Linked DNA regions of Arachis hypogaea: region 1 is linked to region 2. A link is a contact called in public Hi-C data. All regions are on one chromosome and are shown on one strand. The core of a region is the stretch at or near the end of the contact, and the rest is flanking DNA. Distances in the headings are between cores, read along the strand shown.

Evidence for each region. Hi-C and Micro-C count contacts between places; a contact is called where the count stands out from the background.
Region 1: a Hi-C map of leaf shows a contact between it and region 2, with 4 times the contacts expected there. The contact joins the promoter of LOC140183548 here to the enhancer-like site in region 2. A contact is called at or near these places in 2 of 8 Hi-C or Micro-C datasets (both in leaf).

Annotation. Positions count from the first base shown.
Region 1 is chr3:113,797,392-113,804,413 of arahy.Tifrunner.gnm2.J5K5, forward strand. It overlaps LOC140183548 (zinc finger BED domain-containing protein RICESLEEPER 2-like), which reads right to left and starts at 4,685. Exons shown (of 2, transcript XM_072231997.1): 1 at 4,243-4,685; 2 at 3,419-3,974. The coding sequence starts at 4,685. The coding sequence ends at 3,419.
Region 2 is chr3:113,456,653-113,463,570 of arahy.Tifrunner.gnm2.J5K5, forward strand. No RefSeq gene overlaps it. Among protein-coding and RNA genes, the nearest start is that of LOC112793485, 41 kb to the left of the region's middle. Within about 2 kb of position 2,144, at least 1 of the 3 cell types and tissues checked has open chromatin away from gene starts, as enhancers often do.

The DNA.
Region 1 (7,022 bases), core at 3,435-5,934, 340 kb after region 2:
TTATCTTGTGTTGACTTTAGGAAATTTTATCAACTTATCTCACATTTATTCAATGAAATAGTATGGTTTTTGTAATTCTCCCTAATTTGTGCTTAAGAGTAAAAATATGCTTTTTAGCCCTTAAAATAGCTAAATTTAATTCACTTTAATTCCATTCAATATCTTGATATGTTTGTTGAGTGATTTCAGGTTTATAAGGCAAGTATTGGATGGAAGAAGTGAAGAGAAAAGCATGCAAAGTGGAGAATTCATGAGAAAATGAGGATTTGCTAAATTGAAGGCCACGTGCACGTGTCACCCATGCGTACGCGTGAGGAGGAGATTTGTCAGCGACGCACACGCGTCACCCACGCGTATGCGTGAGGAGGGAATTTGACAGGCGACGCGCATGCGTCAACCATGCGCACGCATGACGCTGATCACGTAACCTCATTAAAGTGAATACACTGGGAGCGATTTCTGAGCCTTCCAAGCCCAAATCCAACTCATTTCTGAGGGTATTTAATGCAGAATTCAAGATTGGACAAAGGAGGAGAAATTAGATTAGAGTAGGACCATGTTTTAGGGTAGTTTTCTAGAGAGAGAAGCTCCTTCTTTTCTCTAGAATTAGGGTTCTTAGGTTAATTTTTTTCTTAGATATAGGCTTAATTTCTTATTTTCATCTAGTTTTCTTTACAATTTCTTATTCCTACATCTTTGTTCTCTTAGTTTATGGTGTTAATCTTCCTTTTATGTCACTTTTATGTTTATGAACTCTTTGTTGAATTTAATTTTCTTTAATGCAATTTAAGGTACTTCATGTTATTATTGTTTTCTTTGATTGTTGATTGTTACTTTTCTTGCATTGGGTAGTTATAGATTTATTATTCTTGCACTTTTATGATGCTTTCCTTTTATACCTTCCAAATGTTTGACAAAATTTTTGGTTGGATGTTAGAGTAGTTCTTGAGCATTCTTGGCTTGGAAAGAGAAATTAGGCAATCTTGAGTCATTAATACCCAACTTATGTTGGTGATATAGAGTTGTTAGTTAATATTGTTTTTATTTACTCTAATCTCTTACTAATTCAATTAGTGATTTGATTAGAACTTTTGGATTGAGATTAACTAGTTCTATTTTACTTTCTTCCTATATTGAAGATAACATTGTACCTTCTTCCGATGTTGAAGATGACTTAATAGGATTAGCTCTTGTTAAGTATTGTATTATGATTAATGACTAGGATAGAAAGTCTAGATTCTCAATCCTTGTCATGAATGCCTCTTTTTAGTGATTGTTATCTTTAATTGTTTTCTTTACTTTATTGTTATTTAAATTCTTGCCTTTTTAATTTCTTGTTTTATCAACCCAATTCCTGTAAAACTCAACCAATAATTAGACACTCGATTGTGATTCCTAGGAAGAACGACCTGGGACTAATACTCTTGGTTACTTTTATTGGGTTAGACTTGTGACAACCAAAACTAAACTTTGATGGAGGATTAGTTGTTAGTCTAGACTATACTTACAACGAAGTGATTCAATTTTATTGAGAAATTCTAGATCAATACAAAATCCCTCTTTCAGTGCTACTGGATATTTTGGGATAACATTTGGTGCAGTATCCGTCTTTCATGCAGAGAGATTTTGAGAAAGTTCTATCACATAGTCCATGAATCATATATGTAGATATGTAGACACAATTCTAAACAATTTCGGGTACCAAATAGGATCGGACGAATCTGAGGATACTAACTGGTCAATTTGAATTGTCGTTGTTACCTTGTGGTCTCCACTCAACCATAAAAGAATGTGAACAGGGGTGGGCATGGTTTGGATTTTTATAAATCCAAACCAGATCCATTTCAGAACCAGATTTATGGTTCATAAATCCAAACCAAAACTGAACTGAAAAGAGAAACCGGTTTTAAACCGGTTTAAAAAAATAAAAACCGATTTTAAACCAGTTTTAAAATTTAAATCCGATTTTATTTATAAACTGGTTTTAAATCCAGTTTTACATATAAAACCGGTTTTTTTTAAATCCAAATCTAAAATCCAATTTTAAATTCGGTTTTTTTTTAAATCCAAATCTAAAATCCGGTTTTTTTAATCCAAATCTAAAATTCGGTTTTTTTTTATAAAATCCAATTTTAAAACCAGATTTTTTAACCAAAAAATCCACTTTTAAAACCAGTTTTTAGAAATTCAATTTTCAAACCATAATTTTTTTAAAAGTAAAAATTAATACTAAAGTCATTTTAAAGTGTATAGATTCATTACAACTAGAATTTGGTTCTTTATAAATCTAATGACAATAACTAATCTATATAACATTTAACCATACTCAAGACATCAAAAGAATACCACTAAAAAATCTCTCTAAAACAACAACTACAAAGTATCAAAAGATGCCAAGTTGCCAACAAAATCATCAAACAACCACAACCTTTGAGGAAAATATATCTGCAAATAACAAAATATACCTTTGTCATTTTAAAACAAATCTTTGAATGAAAGTATTAAACCAAATGAGAATATTAAGCATACCTAGTCATCATCAAGATTATCAATTGATGCCGCCATAGAGCAAGCACCATCATTAGAGGAAAATATATCTGCCAAGGGAATCAAATTAATTATCAAGTCTATATTCAACAACTTTTAATTGGTAACTAATACCTAAATTCTAAAATAGAAAGATAACAAAAACAAAAATAAAATAAAATGAGAAGAAATATGAAACAAATTTTATACCTTGATCAACTTGTTGAAGAACTTCATCATCATCTAAAGCAGAGAAAAGATCTTCCTTAAGCCAATCTCCTGTGCAGACTAAGGCTTCTACCATTCTAGGTGTTAAGGAACTGCGGTATGGATCGAGGACTCTTCCTCCAGTACTAAATGCAGACTCCGAAGCTACCGTAGAAACAGGTATAGCCAATACCTCACGAGCCATATTTCCAAGAATTGGAAATCGGGTTGAGTTGACCTTCCACCAGTTTAGTATATCGAACTTATGGGAGTATGGCTCGCATTCTTCTTGTAAATATCTATCAAGTTCAGATCTTGTATTTGTTCTGCGACCGGTTGCTTGCAGAAAAAAGCCCATGCCATGAAGATCGGTATTAATGTTGTTGGCTTGAACATCTTGCGTATCAGCTTCACTTGCTTCCTCAGAACTTTGGTATTGCTGATAAAGTAACTTTATGCACTTGGACAACTTTGACTTCAATTCGCCTCCTTTTTCTTCTCCAAAGAAGTAATCCAAGAAATAATTGACATACTCAATCTTTTGCATTGGATTAAGTACGATAGCAATCAATAACAACATATTCACCGAATCAGGATTGTCCCAATACTTCTCATACTTAACCATCATCCTTTCTGCCATTGACATAGTACTAAAATCAACAGAATCACAAGAATGACGAATAAATCATCCAATTGCAAATAATTCCTTCATATACATATCGCTGGTAACATATAAGGTACCAGAAACACGTATAGTGGCATCACTGAACACTCGCAAAAATGGTACAATGGACTCAGCATACTCCCAGTCTGAATCAGAAGGAACACCTCTCCCTTTTCCTCCATTCATCTCTCCTATATAGGTATTATCTTTCAAAGCAAGCAACTCAAATGCTTTGCGATGCTTCAAAGCTACCTCTAACATTTGATAGGTAGAGTTCCACCGAGTCTCAACATCCATGCAAGGCAAGCCTTTATATTGAATTTTTTCTAGTTCAACACACTTTTGAAACCTACTAGCTCTAGATGGAGAAGATCTAACATACTTTACTGCACTACGAATCTTCAAGACTGATTCATCAATCTCTTTCAACCCCTCTTTTACAATTAAGTTTATAATATGTGCACAACACCTCATATGAATAAATTCACCATTCAAAATAATGTTATTCCAAGAATTCAATCGCTGCTTCAGATATTTAATTGCAACATCGTTAGAGGAGGCATTATCAACTGTCACACTAAAGACCCAATTCAAATTCCAATTATTTAAACAAGATTCAATTGTTGCTCCTATAACCTCTCCTGAATGACTTGTCACTTGACAAAAATTAAGTATTTTTTTATGTAATTTCCAATCCAAATCAATAAAGTGTGTTGTCAAAATCATATAAGTAAAATTTTGAATTGAAGTCCAAGTGTCAGTGGTTAGACATACTCTACCACAATTTGCCGAAAGAAAATCTTGCAACTTCATCTTCTCTTCAGCATAAAGAGCTCCAATGTCACGTGCTAATGTAGTCCGTGAAGGAACTTTGAATCTTGTATTTTTGGAATTTCGGGCTTTCAACGAAGCGAAATGGTAGCTCTTCCCCAATAAACATTTCCACAAGTGCCCTTCGAGCCTCCTCTTGGTCAAATTTGGAAGCACTTGGTGAATTTAAAACACCACGCTCATCTATAGTCGGTGTGGTCGTTGTTTTTCTTCTTTTGTTTGAATCATTATTAGGATTTTGCTTGCATCTTCTCAAATGACCACCCATTGAGCTGGTTCCATTCCCATATTGTATTAAGCTACCACAATATTTGCATTTAGCCTTCTTCTCGGTAGCATTCTCTACATCAAAATGATCCCAGACAGCTGACCGATTCTTACGAACACCTGACAGTGGAGAAGATGGTTGAATGCTAGCGGACATCCCTACTGCTTCAATATTACTGTTTTCAGTCATCTTGCTCTGCATATAAAGCAAGGTGTACATAACTCAAAATTTAGTGCCAAACATGATAAAATTAACACAAACTAATGCATGTTCATATATCTCGCAAAGAAAACACGGCCTAAAGATTATGAAAATTACTGTCCTGTACCTCAAAACAGCAAAACAAGACAGCAGCAGTGTTTTATATCAACAAAATTAACCTATCAACGTATAAATTAGTTGTTTTATTGTCACTTCTCTTTAATTTGTGCTAATTTGTTTTATATATTACCTTAGAGTTTTCAATGATCTAATCATATATAACTAAGCACAAGGCTAGAGAACAATGCTATTTGATTTTGGCACAAAAATCAGAACATACTATACATACTAACAAATAGGCTTATTAGATATACAAAAAGTAAAATTAAGAATAAATCTTGAAATCATCATAGCTTGATTTTACAGTAGTGTAACTTTTGCCCCCAGCATATGTATAAATCTCAAAAATGATTTTATTTTTACCAAAAAAAAAAGTTTAAAAGTGAAGGAAAATAAAATAAAAAGTTATGTACTTATGTTAGGATGCATGCACATGGCGGTTGATTTTGGTTCTGTTATGTTTACTTTCAGTCATTCTTTGTGTCCAAGTAAAAAAAAGAAGAAAGGGACATGAAGAAACCATTCTTCAAATGTGACAGTGTAATTGGCCAAAGATCAAAGCAAATAAAAGCATAATTAATGTGAATTGCAAAACAAGCTTTTGATGACTTTGCATATCTTTGACCGTCTAAATGTTCCATACATATGCACACACATTGAATAAAACCAATCCATTTCATCATACACATTAAACAAACCACTTTAAACAAATTATAGTACACTTTAAACAAACACACATTGAATAAAACCAAATTAAAAGCTTGAGAAAAAGTCAAATGGCTAATGTCAGAAGCAGAAAAACTTCACTGAAGCTAGCAAGAAAATAGTTTCGGTTTTCAACAAAATTGCCCCCCCCCCCCCCCCCTAAAGAAAAAAAAAACAGCATCATGCCTCCCAAAGAATAGCACTCTCTAACAAAATGCACTAACTTTGTTCTGGTTGTTCTGGAACAGAGAACTAGAGAACTAGAACAGGGGCTATTACCAAGAGTGAATGCTACTGCAAACTTGATTGGTTTGAGAAAAAAAAAGCATTGACTGTATAATGGTAAGAATAAATGAACTACATTAGTTTCTAGCTATGTAGTCAAATATAAGTTGGAGATAAAAACCTAAAATTATACAAAAAGTACCGAAAGAATCATAGTTGTATTCTTCTCTTTGTTTTTTTTTAATAATAAGATTCTTTTATAGTTCAAAAAGAAAAGGATACAACAAAAGGTTTCATTATGAAGAATAATTTGCACTAAACCAAAAGCTAATATATAGCAGAATTTCTAATTAGAAAGAAAAATCATGTTTCTAGACTTACCAATAGTGTAAAAGTTAATCCAGCCGAAAAGCATATTGCAAAACCATATAACCTCTGCTTATAAACAGAGAGCTTATTAGTCCAACAGTTCACAGATAGAAAGCTTACCGAGTGAAAACAACAAAGGTTTTAAGATGACAAAGATTTCCAGTAAGAAAGAAAACTAGGGGAGGTTGACTCGTTGACACATAATGACATGTTTCAATACAAAATTAAAAGAATATAGAAACAATAGCAACAGATTAGGATAAGTCAAACATCAGCTTAAACCATAGAGTTAATAGATCCACAACTCCTGTGGTTCTAATGGGAAAAATCAACAAAATTGGTGCTACATTGCATAAAGTCCTAACAAACCAATCTCCCACAATAAAAGTAATCTGAATGGGAAACAAATTCATTATTCAAAAGTCCTGTATATGTAACTCTTGACCCAAACAATAATATTCATCACCTTAGAAACACAACCCGTCAAAATTATCTCTGCTTAGTAACAAAGTCAGATCTTACAACACAAACAAGCCTCAAAGCTATACTATACCACTCTTATATAACCTGTATAACTCATAAGTATTCATACCAATAACAAAAGTACTGCATTCATGACTCATCAGTTCAAAGATTTCCTAAGAAATATTTCCCAAAGCATTTTGGTGAAGATATTCATAATCAAACTTAATAAAATAAAAACCTGGAACAGAAAACTAGAACAGGGGCTACTGCTTGTTCTGCTTGTGCTGGAACTGCTTGTTCTGGTTCAGTTTCACTAACTTTGTTGTGCTCCTGGGTGGAAAAACAAAATCTGCACATTCAATCCATTGAAGTGAAGAAGTCAGTATACTCATGAAGGAACAAAACAGAACAAATCAACAAAATAGAAAAAATCTAGATAAA
Region 2 (6,918 bases), core at 894-3,393:
ATTTTAAAAAGTTTAATAAAATCATGTAGGTTATTAACTATATTATATGTATATTAAAAATAACTACTTACATAAAATATATATTAAAATATATTAAAAATAAATTAAATATTATATATATTATACACAAATATATAATAGTTAATTTAGTAATTAATTTTTATGTATATATAATATTTTTGCATAAATCATAATATTAGTATACATAAAAGAACAACCAATTCTAAATATAATATGACTTATTTACTACTCGTTTAATATTAAACATATAAACTCATACATTAACAAGTATTCTAATATTTACTAAATTATTATTTAATTTGATAATTAAATTATAGAGTTTATTTTTAAGATTACTTGAAACATGCAATTCTTTTATTTATATGCCAATATTTTGTTATAAACCGATTTTGAATATTTTCTAATTTACTTTTCTCACATCAATAAGCAATTAAACACATAATAGTATAATTTTATCTTATTTTATTAAATATTCTTTTTTTTATCCTAATCATCTATCTTTGAATAAATCACAAATATGTAATATTAACAACTAAAATTTATTAGATATAAATGTCAAATCTTTAATTTTAAAATTTTAATTTAAAATTATATATTTTAATACTTAAGAGGTCAAAATAAATTTAAAATAATATATTCGAGGATTCTTGAGTTTATAAGTTTATCCGAATTTAAAAATCTATTCAAATTCATCCTAGTTTATTCAACTCTAAATTATTAGTTATTAAATTTACTCATTTTATTAATCTAAGTTACTAATTTATAAAAATTTAAGAATTAACTCGAGAATTTAACAACTTTGTTTTCTATAAAATAAAATCCTTATATATATATATATATATATATATATATATATATATATATATATATATATATATATATATATATATATATATATATGTATGCGCGAATTATGAATATATTAAATCAAAATTTATAAAATTACTAATCTAGTCTCAAAAGATAAAAAAATTAACAAAATTATATATGAAAAGAATATTTTTAATTATTAATCTTAAATACACACTTTAATTAAGATAGAGCCTTTATTCGTAATGAACAAAATTATATACAAAAAAAACTTGTATTAAATATCTGATATATATTGAAAATAAATTTAAACTTATGAAAAAAATTAAAGACTAATAAAAAGAAAAAAGACCGAAATTTGTAAAGTAAAAAGGATGGCTTAATTAATTTAATTTTAAAGTACAAATAACAATCAATTCAAACTATTTAATGTAATACTTGAGAAATGGCTCAGTTGAAAATAAAAAAAATTTAACATATGAATATAACTTTTATAGTGACACTCAAAATAATTTTTTTCTTTTAATTTTTTTGTTTGAATTAGTTGTGTATATTTCGCTTATATAAAAACGAAATATTTACATATTTTTCATACATAAAATTACAAAATATAACCAAGATTTTTTTATATATTTTGTTAACAAAATATGAAAATGAAATATAAAATAATAAATTTTAAAATTTTACACAAATTAAAAATTTTAAATAAATTAAAAATTTTTACATTATTTTCCATTGATTTTTTAGTAAGCTTTTAGTCCTACAACATTCATGATAATACAATATACAAGTATTTAAGAGGCCAATTTAAAAAAATAAATATAAATTTTAAACCCAATGTACAAGTTGAGCTGAGGACTCATGCCTTGGGAAAAAAAAAAAAAAAGACTTGACATAACTTACAGAAATCATTGACTCATCATACACACATTATGATGCAACAGTTTAATGCAAGTTGGGTAAATTGGACATTTTGATCCATTTCAACCTGAAAAAAGAACCCGTGGCAAGTTTTTGTAGTGTTTCTATGATTGTTGTGCACATTTTTATTCACCAAATCTTGACCACAGATATTGTTTAGTATAAATCTCAATGGTTATAAAAATTGAAATATCATATTCCAAGTAAATACAATGATATCTTGAACATCTTTCTATAATATAATGTACCCTAAGGCAATAGTTTTTACAAAGAGAATTTTTAACTTCATTTGCCTATATTGTTTTTTGTTTTTTATCTTAATGGGCTGGGAAAAGCCCAATTAACAAAGGATTGTTGAGAGGCAGCGAGTAGCACGGTTACGAACTTGGTCGTTTTAGGAAAGCCCAATTTAACAATAGCACTGCTATTACCTCTTGGATTATCGTTAATAATTGATGTATTTGGTTTGAGTGTTTTTAATTTTCATTTCCGCTCAAAATGAAAAATAGAGATGAATACATATTAGTTTTATTTTTAATAAAAATTGTTTCTATGAATTTTTTTAAAATAAGGTGAAAATAAAAAAAGACTGATTTTCTATTTTCACCATTTTTATTTGGAAATCACAAATTTATTTAAAAATATTGAAAACACTCTAGCACATATGTAATTATGGAGTGTCTTTTTTTGATTCTCATCACAACAAAAAAAACCATATTTTTCCTAAATATCCCTCTTTATTTTATTTTATTTTATTTTATTTTATTTTATTTTTTATGCTATTTTCATCTTTTTCATTCTCTTCATTTTTTTTAATTGATCGTTGCTCTCTTACGTACGGTCTTCTGTCGCTATTCTTTTGATAATTTAAAGGGTAGACCAACAAAACATGAGTAGTGATGGTACTCAAACAAATCAAATAATGTACATGCGAAATACAATTGCAAATAAATTGTAAACTAATTACAACTATTGAGTATTATATAATAGATATACTTAATATATGACACAAATATGTTGAGCATAATGTGATTTTGGATGATTTAATAAGATTGTGTTTTTACTATTTTATTAGTAATTAGTTTAAAAAATTGCTTGCATTTTTTGTGTGTCAGTTTTAGTTTATTTGTTAATATTTATATTTGCGAAAGAACTAATTGGAGTTTAAAAAGAATAAAATGGATTTATACATGACTATGACATTTTAAGAAGAATGAATTTATACATGACTATCACATTTTAAAAAGAATGAATTTATGTATGACTATTATTTATATAATATTTTAATTTTTTTTTGTATATTAAAAATAATCAAACCAAACATTAGTATTTTTATTTTTTAAAAGTTAAAGATAATAATCAAAAGTTAAAACATGTTATAAATATATTTATTATGGATTCCCAAAATTGTAACTATAATTTAAATTTCAAGTAGATAGAATTAGTTATAGATGTAACTTAGTTGAGTCATTTAAAAGTTGGGCCTTCGACAATAAATAATCCTCTTGTAAGGTTCTGTATACAACATCAATCATTAATAGGATTATCTTTTTTTCTTTTTATTCTCTTTTATCTTTCTTCCTTTCTTAAACCCTAATTTTTATTTTCATAATACGATATTAATACAAGTTCTACTTTAAGACTAAGACTAAGTAATTATCTTCTCTTTATTATTCACTTTATTCTTCTCTTTTTCTTTACATCACAATGATGCTCACAACACACAGTCTTATTCTTTCTTCATCTTAAACATCATTGCTAATTTTTTTTTTTTTAAATAAGGATCATATTCAAGTATTTTATCCATTACTTAATTATAAATTTGTTATCCTTCAAGATCATTGAACTTTTTATATAAGTGTATTCTTTTTCTTTTTAATTCATATGCTGATATATGTACATCATATACGTGATGTTTTTTTTCCTCAGCCAATTTTTTATTTTTTTAAGAAACTCGTACGCCATTTTTTTTCCTTCTTCTGTGGTTTCATAATTTGTTCTAAAATTGTTTTTCTTTCCTTCCTATTTTATCTCTTATTTGTTACACTATTATTATTATTTGATTTATTTATATTATTTATATTTTATGTGTGACATTTTATTTAATATAATATCATTTTTCGAAGTGAATGATAATTAATCATATAGATAATTATTCTTCAAAGTGAATAATAATTAATTATGAACATAATCATTTTCTAAAGTGAATGATAGTTAATCATATAAATAATTATTTTCCGAAGTAAATTGTAAGATCCTGAAAAATTATAAAAGGATTTAATTAAATAATTAATCATCTTTAAATTGAAATAGCTAACACGCGTCCGGACGGGGTCGAAAATAAAGATTTAGAAATTTAGAAATTTAACAATGATAATTGGATTCAGTGAATTCTTTTGAGTGGAAAAATATAATTTTCTGCGGAAATACACATAAGAATGCGTACTGGTATTTTAGCCAAATGTATCGGCTTAAATCTTCTCGGAACTGTGAGTGAGAAAATTAATTTATGAGTAAACAGTTACGAAGTTAAAATTTATAGATTTGGAAAGTGAAAATAATTAGAATACAAATTAAAGCGCTATTCTTAAAGGTTTTGGCCCAAAGTTAAGCCAACGGGCTAAACCAAGTGAACTGGGCCCAAGTAGACCCAAGTCTATACTATATAAGAACTCATTCCAGCACAAAACAACCAATTTCCCCCATTTTTGAGAGAGAAACATGCTGAAATGGTAAATAGAGGAGGAAGAGAGAAACCTTAGCTAGCCACCATCAACTTCAAACCTCCATAACTTTTGCTCCGGTGCCCCGATTGACGAGCCGTTACGACCACGCGTTGCTTTCCTCGTCCTCTTCATTTCTATGTAAGTATTGCAGTAAGAAAATCTAAAATCTCTGCCCAATTTTTGAAATTTTCCACTGTTACACATTTTTGGGTAGTTAGTGTTGAAATCTTGTGATTTTGGTTGTTTAGGAATATTCTAATATGAATTCTAAGTGGGTTCTATCCCTATGTCATATGGGCTAAGGTAAGGAATCCTCAAATCCTTGTGATTTATCAAATTTTATGAAGCCTAGATTAATGTATATGTGAAATTGGTTACGTTAGTGTTGTTGGGTGTATTTGGAGCACTTGGAACAAGGTGTTGGTAGCTAAAGCTTATTGGTGATGATGAGAGCCTTAGAAGCTTGAGATATGGTATGTTTGGGTGTGAACCACCATCATTAAGGTACGGTTTAAGTTTTATTTAAGTACCGTGTGGTGTGATGAGAATTTCTAGGCTAGATGCCCCTAGAATTGTGTTTGAATTGTGCAAATGGTTGGTATTAATATGTATAGTTGATATGTTGTGGAAATTAATGATTGGGTTGAGAATTGTATGAATTTACATGTTTGGTGTGTTGAGAAATTTGATGAATTGGATAATGATTATTGGTTTGTGGAATATGCATTGAAATTGTGAATTTGGGGCGTAAATTTTGAGCCGGAGGTCAGAAAAAGATAAGGACGGTAAGTGATAACTGAATTGTGTGATAATGAATGAGATCGAATGAAGAATTGGTAGGAAATGTATGAGAATTTGATTGATTGATAAAATAGTGAAAAATGAGATTTTTGAAATATGAAATGGATGTATTTGAGTTAGAATGTGTAGATGGAGTAGGTTTGGATTTGGTTGTGTGTGAATATGTGACTTGAGTTGGTTTGGGTTCATTTTGTTGGTTGAAAATGATTGAGACTTGTGAATTATTAAAAAATTAGTAAATGTGTGTGTTTGGTAAAAACATATTTTTGGCTAACTTTGGTGGGCCGTAACTCGATCCTCGATGTTGGAAAACTTTCAAAATTGGATTTTTATAAAAATTCATTTATCGATCTTTCCAACAGTTCAAGAAGGGTTGAAAGTGAAATTTTGTCGAAAAAGTTATGAGGTTTTAAAAATTGGACTGAACAACTGATTTCTGCAATATATCAGGTTTTCTAGTTTCTGATATGGATGTGTACGCGGCACGTGACGTGCGTACACAGGTATTGGTCTCTGCCAAGTGCTTCTGCGTACGCGGACATTGCCTGTATACGCGGTATGGTCCAAAAATCGGTGTATGCATATGCGGGCCTTTGCATGCGTATGCAGACACCCAAGTTTCAACCTGTGCATACGCACACCACATGTATGCGTATGCACACCTTCCAGAATTTGGAAAAATGTATTTTTATGTCAAACCTTTATAAATTTTGATACGAGTCTAGAGCCGGTGGAATTAAGGATGGAAGAGTTAGGGATAAGGCTAAATGAGTTGAGTTAGTAAAATTGAGAGAAAAGAACAAGATGCTAAGTGAGAATAATGATGATTATGAGATTGCTAATGAGAATGATGACGATTACGAGATTGATAATGAGAATGATGGTGATTATGAGATTGATGATGAGAATGATAATTAATATGAGAATATTATCTGAGTTTGATTCTGAATTTAATATACCTGCTTGGGTAGATGTAGTGGTGATGATCCACTTGCTCTGGGTTTGGTTTTAGTCTCCTGGGATAGATGCCATGGTTAGCTCCCACTTGCTCCCAGTCGAGAATGATTTGAGAAATTATCTGAGTTTCAGATTTCCTTAGGTAGATGCAGTGGGTTGGCTCCACTTGCTTCAGGTTGAGATTCGAGATTCTGTTGATCCTACATCGTAAGTGTGGCTTGGGGATGCGCGCTCGCACAGACTGTCCAATAGTTAGCTACCAGGATATGTCAAGTTGGCTATATAACCGACAGATGATATCATTAGCCATAGGACAAGCATACATTATTTGCATATGTTTGATTTATTTGGGTTTGTTTATTTGTATTTTGTTTGCCTACTTGAATATGCCATACTATGTGATTATGTGCTATTTGCCTTACTTGTATCTACTTGTATTTTACTTGTCTGCATTGCTTGTGTTTGTACAACTGAGAGGTCCCTCATGCTGGTGTCGGTTGACGCTAAGGGCTATCCCTGTTGAAATGAGATGACAAGATGATTGGTTAATAATGATGAATATTGAACGAGATGACTTGAACTCCCTGGGTAGACACAGTGAAGTGATTTCACTTGCTTCAGGTGAAGATATAGGGTATAGATATAGAATTACTGAGACAAAATAGCTGGTAATGGTTCTACT